Linked DNA regions of Mus musculus: regions 2 and 3 are each linked to region 1. A link is a contact called in public Hi-C data. All regions are on one chromosome and are shown on one strand. The core of a region is the stretch at or near the end of the contact, and the rest is flanking DNA. Distances in the headings are between cores, read along the strand shown.

Region 1 (2,705 bases), core at 140-2,639:
ATGGGATAAAATTATGCCACACAATAGGATACAGAGGCATGTTAATATGAAAAATGCACATGTACACATTTAGCCTGAACATTTTCCATATTTAAGTCATATCCTCTGCAATTCATTTGTAGAACTGAAATCCACTGGGGGAAAATGGTTTATGGTAAATAAACTGAAGGAACCTCCACAGGAAGTATAGCCTAGAAATAAATAAAGTAGAAACAACACCAGACATGGAGGTGGCAGAGTCTCTAAGAGCTGGGAACCAGAGATCTGATATCCTTCCTGGCGTAAGAATTCTCTCCCTCAGGAACTAACAAAGGGCTGATATCAGATATGTACCTGGTTTTTGAGACAAAGCTATTGTTCAGCCCACAACCTAGAATTTTCAAGAAAAAATGTAGTGAAAACAGGTGGGACTACCCCAGGTTATGCCCAATGGAGGGTCAGCTCCACCCCAGCCCCCACTGCCACCCCAGATTTGCTTGATGATATCTCTGAGGCTGAGTGGGTCTCAGCCTCGCCCACTGGACTCACAGCTGAACTCGCCAAGCTGCCTGGGATTTTGCTCTCCTTGACGCCCTAAAAGAGATTTGATCAGGCCAGGTGGAAAGACAAAGCTACGTGTGAGAAATCACCATCATGCAGAACGGGCAGGAAGAGAGGAGGAGAGGAAGAAGAGAAATCAAGCATGAAAAAGAAAAGGGAAATATAGCCAGAGACACAGAAAGCCTGTCACATCTCTCCACGCTGCAACAAAAGCAAGGGAGAGATAGTTTCTCTTTAATGAATGCTTTGATCAGCCACAGTTGATATAATAATTATATAAAACTAGAACAAGACAGAAATAAGATATGTTTTTTCTCTCTCTCTCTCAAGGAGCCTGTAACCTCTGCAATTGGTTCATAGATTTAAGAAATGAATAAGGCCCTTCAACACAGAAGCATACTTCGGGAGAACCTGCTTTTCCTGTGACTTATGCAGGAGACTCTCCGAAAAGCCTGCATCCCCTTTCTTTCTTGCCTTGGAAAGGCTGCTCTGTCAGCCATGACTCTGAAAGAGAACTAATGGTGATGGAATTTTCGTCACATGTATCTTGTCAGGATTTCTCAGGCCAATACTGCTTTTTAATCCACGGTCTGACAACAAATCCTGGGTTCCCTCTCTACCACAACCTTTCTCCTTACTTCAACTGACTCCTTACTTCTATCTCCACTCTGTTGGCCATTTCCCAAGAAATAAGATACCCAGTGCTTCTGGAAGTATTGACTTGGCTAGTCTCCAGAAGAGGAGGAGAAAGTGTCATTCTTTTTAAAAATGATACTCCCACAAGCACGTGCTCTTTAGAAATAGTAGGAGAGAGAGGTGGTTACCATGGGAACAGAGGCAGACACACAAATAGGAGCCACACATTTCTCTCAAGGGAGTACCAGCAGGGACTACTCCTTGCTCCTATCACCACCAGAGCCTCTTTTGAAAGCTTTCTTCCCTGAGTTGGAAGACAAGCCAACGTGAGGGAAAAGGGCATCCTCCTCTGAACTTCCAGATGAGAGTTGGTGAGTCTGACTGAGCCACAAGTTGTTCCTGTGGTCCTCAGTGGGGACTGCCTGAGTCTGAGTCTGGAAGGAAGAGAAAACAAAACAAAACAAAACAAAACAAAACAAAAAAACAAAACTGGTAACTGCTTCTCACAACTCTTGGTACGACCTTGAGTCACAAGCTTGTGAAAAGTTGAGACAATCTCCTACAATACCTATGCTGCTTTAGAGCTCAGCCACATGTAAGAGTGAGAAATGGGAAGAAGGCAGGGACTAACAAACCTACTGATCACTTTAATCCCATACTAGCCCTTCATAGGAGCATACTGAATTTACCCAGAGAAAGGGAAGGCATAAAAGATGGACTGTGGGGACCTCCTTAAAGAAAGAAGGAGTTGTACCTAGCACCTCACTGAAGTAGGGTTCATGGAGTGTGAGGCTAACTCTACTATGAACATGTTAAAAAAACAAATAAAAGTAAGTCATTTCGCTTTCTGGGTTTTTTGTTTTTTTGTTTTTTCTTAAACTCAGGTTTAGAGTAACAAAAAGCCAACCAGATGTTTGGTAAACAGCCGGTTGATTAAACAGCATTCAGGTCACAAGGAAGCTTTCAGGAAAAGATGATGGGCAGCTTTGTCAGGTGTGGCTCAAGCATAGCCTTGCCTGGGTGGTGGGACCCAGAGGCCGTGGGGATGCGGCAGAACTGGAAGCCTTCCCCTGCCACATGCCGGACTCTGATTTATGGGGACTGGAACAATTTGTCTAAAGCTGTAATTTTAACTACCTCCGTGCTGAGCAGCCAATCAGTGGGCTTGCTGCACGCAGCTTTTACGAGTCCCCATAAAAGCAGCAAAATGAAAACTCAGGGGCCCTTAAAATATACTCCAAGGGTTTCTGCAGTGCAATTGGAGGCTTTTATGACTCCTGTCAGGACTTTTATGACCCCGTAAAACCAGGCAGCAGCCTGGCCTGAGATGAAAAGTGGCCCCACTGTCTTAAAGTCTAAATGGTCTGTACATTTACAAGGCCTCCAGGAAAGATGGGGGAACACTGCCAGGACCAGGGGGTTGCCTGGAGTGAAGGCAGGGCGTGGGGCAGAAGGACTGAGAACAGGGAAAGGAAGAGCTGGATCAGGAGAGGAAGGGGATGAGCTGAGCATGCGCTCTTCAGCCTGTC
Region 2 (2,705 bases), core at 107-2,606, 120 kb before region 1:
CCTCTCCTGACTGAAGGAAGTGTTCATTTATATAGCCTGGAGACAGGTTACAGTATGCTAAGTACTGATCCTACAGAAGCCACATCTGATTGATACTCTCAGAAGTACGTGTTCAGTTTCTCAAACCTTACTGATAGAGTAGGCAGGGCTAGCAACAGCTGAGTGGTAACATTACATATGCACATTCAAAAGACATTTATTATCTGAAAGACACTGTTTAGAAATTGTGTTTCTACTTAATTTGTGATAAATGATTAGTAAACTTGTTTGTCAATGTAATAAAAAAAAAAAAAAACACTGAGACTCATAGAGCATTCTCAATGAGATGCACATAGCTTGTTATCTAAGAAGAGTAAGAAGCAGCCACTCTCACAGGAGGAAGAGGTGATTGCTTGCCTGAACTCTTCCTCCCCACGTCCTCCCCAGGCAGCCCTCTGCCCTGTACAATCTATCCTAGACAGACTTTCTTCTGCCAAAGCAAACTGATTACCCTAAGGTGGAGGATGGATGGCCAACTAAAGAGATATCTTTTGTCCAAACGTGCCTGGAAAGATTATAAACCATGACGAGGTCCACTCCTCTACCTGGACAGAGAAGGCTAGATCTAGGTTAGATCTAAGAGGAGAGCTAGCCTCTGGAACATAAGGATTATAAACTCAGACATCGCTCAGCCTTCTGGCATGACATTCTTTCTCCTATTAATAGCAACTTTGTCCCATTCTGCTTATCCAAGAAAATGGAATGAATGAGACTTGGCTGCAAGTATGAGAGAGAATAAAATCCAGGAGAGCAATAAATTGGAGTACAGAGTGGCAGACACCATAATCCGCTGGAATGCCTCTCTGGCTCAAGGAAAAGTACCTCTTTGGGGAACCAGCAAAGGAAATCAATGCCCATAAAAGCATCCAGAGCACAGGCAACAGCAGAAAAAATAGACACTGTTGACCAGGACATGCGGCAGATTGCAGGTTGTAAAACAAAATAGAAAGTCATTAAAAAGGCGGGCAAAGGGCATGCTTGCACGATGCAGATGTCACTGGGGACCTGCGTTAGGGGGGCTCGGGACTTCTCATTAGCTGGGAGGTCAGTATTGTCTGTATGACTCTGGGGTCCCACATGGTTGATCCCTGCTCAGCGGCATGGAGGTGAGAAGTGGTTACACGGGCAATAGGTCCACTTGGTAGCACGTTCTAACCAGCTTATCGGGTTATTAACACATCACAAGCATATTGAGCTGTATTCATTTAGGGTTCGGGTTGCTTTAACCAAAGACTGTTCTGGGAAGCCTGCCAGGATATGTATTTCTGGAAGGAGTTCCCTTTCTACCTCATACAGCACCTTTTGATCCACCAGAGGGCAGAGTCAACCCATGAGACCCAGGCTTAGGAGCTTTGTGGGGTTGTGTGCAGTCGGGAGGATATCTGCAGGAGGGGACCATAAAAGCAAAGCCATCAACAAATTCTCCTTATACAGGAAGTAGGGAAACACTTCCCACAACTTCCGGAACAAGACAACTAGCCAACAATAGGACCTGAAAAGGAGCAGGGTTAAAATGTCACTGGTATGTTGTGCCTCAGTTTCCCAACATGTCAAAGAAAAGGTGCTTGAATCTTCTTGGTGTATTTATAAATCAGACTGCCTTTTACAGATCATCAAGAGCATCTCTCATAACACAAGAGGAACGGCTGGAGGAGCCAGGCTTTAAGCTCATAGCCAACAAAGTAGAAGGCCTGCTTGGAAGGCCTTTCCCAGGCTTCCCACTTCTGTCTCCCACTGGCCCTCTGCAGGCCTCTACCCCAGGCGTCCCCATTCTAGCCCTTCCTTGCTTTTCATTGTCTTGGCCACCTGCTCCAGTTCCCCTTGTCTTGGGAGAAATAAAAGTAAGCCCCAAAATAACTCCTGGGGGAGAATGACAGCAGCTGCCTGCTGCCATCCCAGAAGATAACTCCAGAGTTCTGGCAAGGTGCCAGCAGTGGTGTGAGCTTTGATTTCCAGAGCTATTGCCTATGTTCCACAATAGCTCAGCCTTCGTTTATCAGAGAGAAGAGGATGATGGAGGAGCAACAAAAAAAAAAAAAAATACCTTCCCAAACCATAATAATAACAGGCACCAGCATCTGTCATCACCCCCAGCAGGATTCCATGGTATGTACCACATGCCAATCACATGGCTTCATCAAGAACTGACTCCACAGCTGGACTGGAAAAAAAAAATCACATTACCCTCCCTGATACTGTCCAATGTTCTTAAACCAACCCTGTGGGAAAGCAAACCCATCAGGCTCTTTTGGACTAGAAAAGAATGGATACAGAATCATCTGTTGGTTAGTTTTGTTTTATTTTTCCATCACAAGCGTTCTCTGACATAACCAAGTAGCCAGACACCAGCTCATTCTCGGTCTCTGTTCCCCTACATTACACAAGAGTGTGTGCTTGGACTCAAGGAACTCACAGACAAACGATGATGCCTTCTACCAACAGCTGGTACACTCCAGCCCTGTCAGAACCGAAGACAATCTTCCTCTTCTCCTGTTCCTTCTACTCTTCCTCCTCCCCTATCTCTTACACACACACACACACACACACACACACACACACACACACACACACACACACTCACTATACTCTTTCCTATCCCTATACACCTCAATAGTAAATTATGTGGGCATAATTTAGTCCAGGTTTCTTGGGCATCATAGAACACA
Region 3 (2,705 bases), core at 66-2,565, 95 kb after region 1:
CCCCTAGCATTACCCTGAGGTTGCCACATTCCTTGGTAGAGCAGTTAGCTCATCCAGGAATTGTGCAGCGCAGCAAGCTAGGGATCTCTCCACTAGCCCTGGCTTGCTCCAGAGCACACACCCGCACCCCTGCCCCTTTGCCCCAGCCGAAACAAATCATCATTTAGTAGAGTGGCAGTTCCCTACCTGAGGGTGGCGCTCTCCCCCTGCCTGACCGTCACGTTGTCCATAGCTTTGGGAAAGGTGGCATCTCCGCTACGCACCGGCACTCCTGTGGGTACAAGGAATAGCAGCCTGAGAGACACGACCACGAGGCACTTCCAGGGCAGGAACAGGTACCCACAGACCCCCATTCTCGACAGCCACAACTTCCCAGAACTCCGGTAGTGGCACGCACACGCCCCCCGGGCGAGCACAGGAAGTGGGTGGGGTGGGGAGTGAGCGCGGGGACCCAGCGATGAACTAGCGGCGACCGCGCGATGCACTGGGAGGAGAAAAGCGCGCAGACTCCTCCAAGTCTAATATTCCTCCCCTAAATCCAGCCTCAGCTCGCAGCCTCCGAGAACCAGTTTCCACACACATCCGAGGCGGACTTTCTCCGTGCTGCCTGTAGCCAGGAAGGTGGCCAGGAAGGAGAAGCGCAAGGCAGGCAAGCAGGCGCACAGGTGCGGGTCTCAGAAGCTGCCTCTTCCCCGTAGCAGTTCAGGCATGGCACTTTGGACAGGAGTAAGCACTTTGGTATCCAACGGGGTTGTGGCTGGGTTGAATCCAGCTACCCAGATGTGGTCTACGATTCCTCAGTCGAACGAGAGGAAATCCAGCACTTTCTTAAGTTTCAGAGCAAGGCTCGGCGCCAGAAACAATCTGGAACAATAGCAGATGGAAAGTAGAGCACGCAAGAGGCGGCACGGAGGGAGCAAGGAGGCGCCTGCTAAGCCGGCTTCCTGCAATCCGGACTCGGGAATCCTGCCGCAGAGCCACGGTCAACTTGCTCAGAGCCCAGATTCGCGCTGCAGCTTGGGCTGTCTCTGCAGCGCAGCAGCAAGGTTGGAGCGGCGCGGCAGGGGCGGACCGCAGCGGTCCCTAGCCCGCTCTCTGGCTCGCTGCAGAAGACGAAGCGCAGTCGGCACCACCGGAGCCGCGGACGCCACGCTCAGCGGCCGCCCCCGGCCTCCGCGCTGCCTTCCTCCCGGGAGCAGCCCCGACGCGCGCGGGCCCCGACCGCCGGGGTTGTCATGGCAGCAGCTCCATCCCTGACCGCCACTTTCTCTCCTTGCCGACTCCAAGCGATCCGGCTGGCGGGAGGCACGGACTGTGCGCTCATCCTGGCGGGTGCGGGGCGCGGGCGCCCACCTTAACCCCCGCCGCGCCGGGCCAGGGCAGGGCGGTGTACCACCTCTGGCCACCGTTTTAACCATTTCCGGATTTGAAGAGCTAGCTCTTCGCAATTAAGAAGACAAAGTTACTGTGAGGTCTTAATAACCCTAGACATCTTAATAAGGGTCACAAACTAACTAGGAAGAGAAGAGCCTGCAGCATGCATATGTGCACCTTTAAAATGGTCAAATTAATTCTATCAGCATTGAGAGTACATTTACAACGTTAGGAAGATGCTTTAAATAATCTCATTTTTATTCAATGTTACACCACCCTTTGCACTACACCCACCCTCTTAAAACCCCGCAGACTCAACACAGCCATTCTAAGAGATAGTCCACGTAAAATATAAATGTGGAAATTCCAGAAGGACCTTGGTTGATGGAGTGAGCAAAATCCCTTTAAAATGTTGGTCAAGTTCAACACAGCCTTTTTTCAATTCCCCAACCTCACCCCAGACACTGAGAATGCTAACTGGGTAAAAGGTACACAGGCATGGGCCAGTGTAAGCCACAGCCTTGTTTATAAAGAAGATTCTCTGGGTTCTGGGTTCACACTCTGGCGTACCTGATTTCATCTCCAAGAGGCGTGGCTTTCTTTAAATCTTTGAAGCCCAAAGAAAGACTGGATATGCCTGAGCTTCTGTGACTTCTCTCTGTCTGCTGCTGGTTCCTCTGTGCCTACATCATGTTTCTCCCTTCACACTAACTCTGATGGACCATGCCTGGTCCCTGTACAGGGAACAGGGTAGATCCGTTAGAACAGTGTGGGTAACGCCAATAGGCTCCCTTCCCTGGAATTTCCAGTCCTGAGCTCCCAATACTGTCCTGAATTGTTACTGGGAAAGGAATGGGGGTACACTGGTTCTGTTTATTTCCCTAGACTTTCTCTTGCATTCAGTTGGGGCACTATTTTTTTTAAAAAGTCTATGAAATAAAAGTGGGTGGGGGGGAGTGCTTCCCCAAAGCCATCCAACACCAGATACGAAGAAAACATTACTACAGAACCATTATTAACCTCAGAGGTGCTGGTACCAATGAACATTGACGCTATGGAGTCACACCAGCCGTTTCCATGTAGATAGTATGTAAGGATCCACACGTGCACCTGTCCCACAATCTCCCCCTCACACTACTACAGTGGAGGGGTGGGTAGAGGTCAGCTGTGGAATGTGTTAACCAAACTCAAAAATGGCAAAAGAAGATGAGTAAGCTAGCTTTTCTAGCTTTGTAGTTGCCCAGACACTTCTGGGCTGTGAAGTATTGAGCAGCTTTACACTGGAGGTAGCAGAGTACTTGACATCAATTCATTACCAATTCCCTATTGTC

Evidence for each region. Hi-C and Micro-C count contacts between places; a contact is called where the count stands out from the background.
Region 2: a contact with region 1 is called in a Hi-C map of cerebral cortex, with 1.7 times the contacts expected there. The contact joins two enhancer-like sites. A contact is called at or near these places in 10 of 484 Hi-C or Micro-C datasets (the AtT-20 cell line, the HL-1 cell line, cerebellar granule neurons and 3 more) and 1 of 9 other capture datasets (adipose tissue).
Region 3: a Hi-C map of uterus shows a contact between it and region 1, with 3 times the contacts expected there. The contact joins the promoter of Ntm here to the enhancer-like site in region 1. A contact is called at or near these places in 1 of 39 promoter capture datasets (hippocampal neurons), 9 of 484 Hi-C or Micro-C datasets (B cells, the HL-1 cell line, brain and 3 more), 1 of 115 datasets of contacts at active chromatin or transcription factors (embryonic hindbrain) and 2 of 9 other capture datasets (embryonic tail and pancreatic islet).

What each region holds. Positions count from the first base shown.
Region 1 is chr9:29,316,507-29,319,211 of GRCm38.p6, forward strand. All of the region lies in intron 1 of Ntm (neurotrimin), which reads right to left. Among named protein-coding and RNA genes, the nearest start is that of Ntm, 95 kb to the right of the region's middle. Within about 2 kb of position 1,390, at least 65 of the 459 cell types and tissues checked have an H3K27ac peak or open chromatin away from gene starts, as enhancers often do. A contact at or near this core is called in brain, cerebellar granule neurons, cerebral cortex and 2 more, where this site is marked.
Region 2 is chr9:29,200,510-29,203,214 of GRCm38.p6, forward strand. All of the region lies in intron 1 of Ntm (neurotrimin), which reads right to left. Among named protein-coding and RNA genes, the nearest start is that of Gm15520, 170 kb to the left of the region's middle. Within about 2 kb of position 1,357, at least 12 of the 459 cell types and tissues checked have an H3K27ac peak or open chromatin away from gene starts, as enhancers often do. A contact at or near this core is called in cerebral cortex, where this site is marked.
Region 3 is chr9:29,411,370-29,414,074 of GRCm38.p6, forward strand. Ntm (neurotrimin) reads right to left here and starts at 1,316. Exons shown (of 7, transcript NM_001357602.1): 1 at 187-1,316. The coding sequence starts at 353.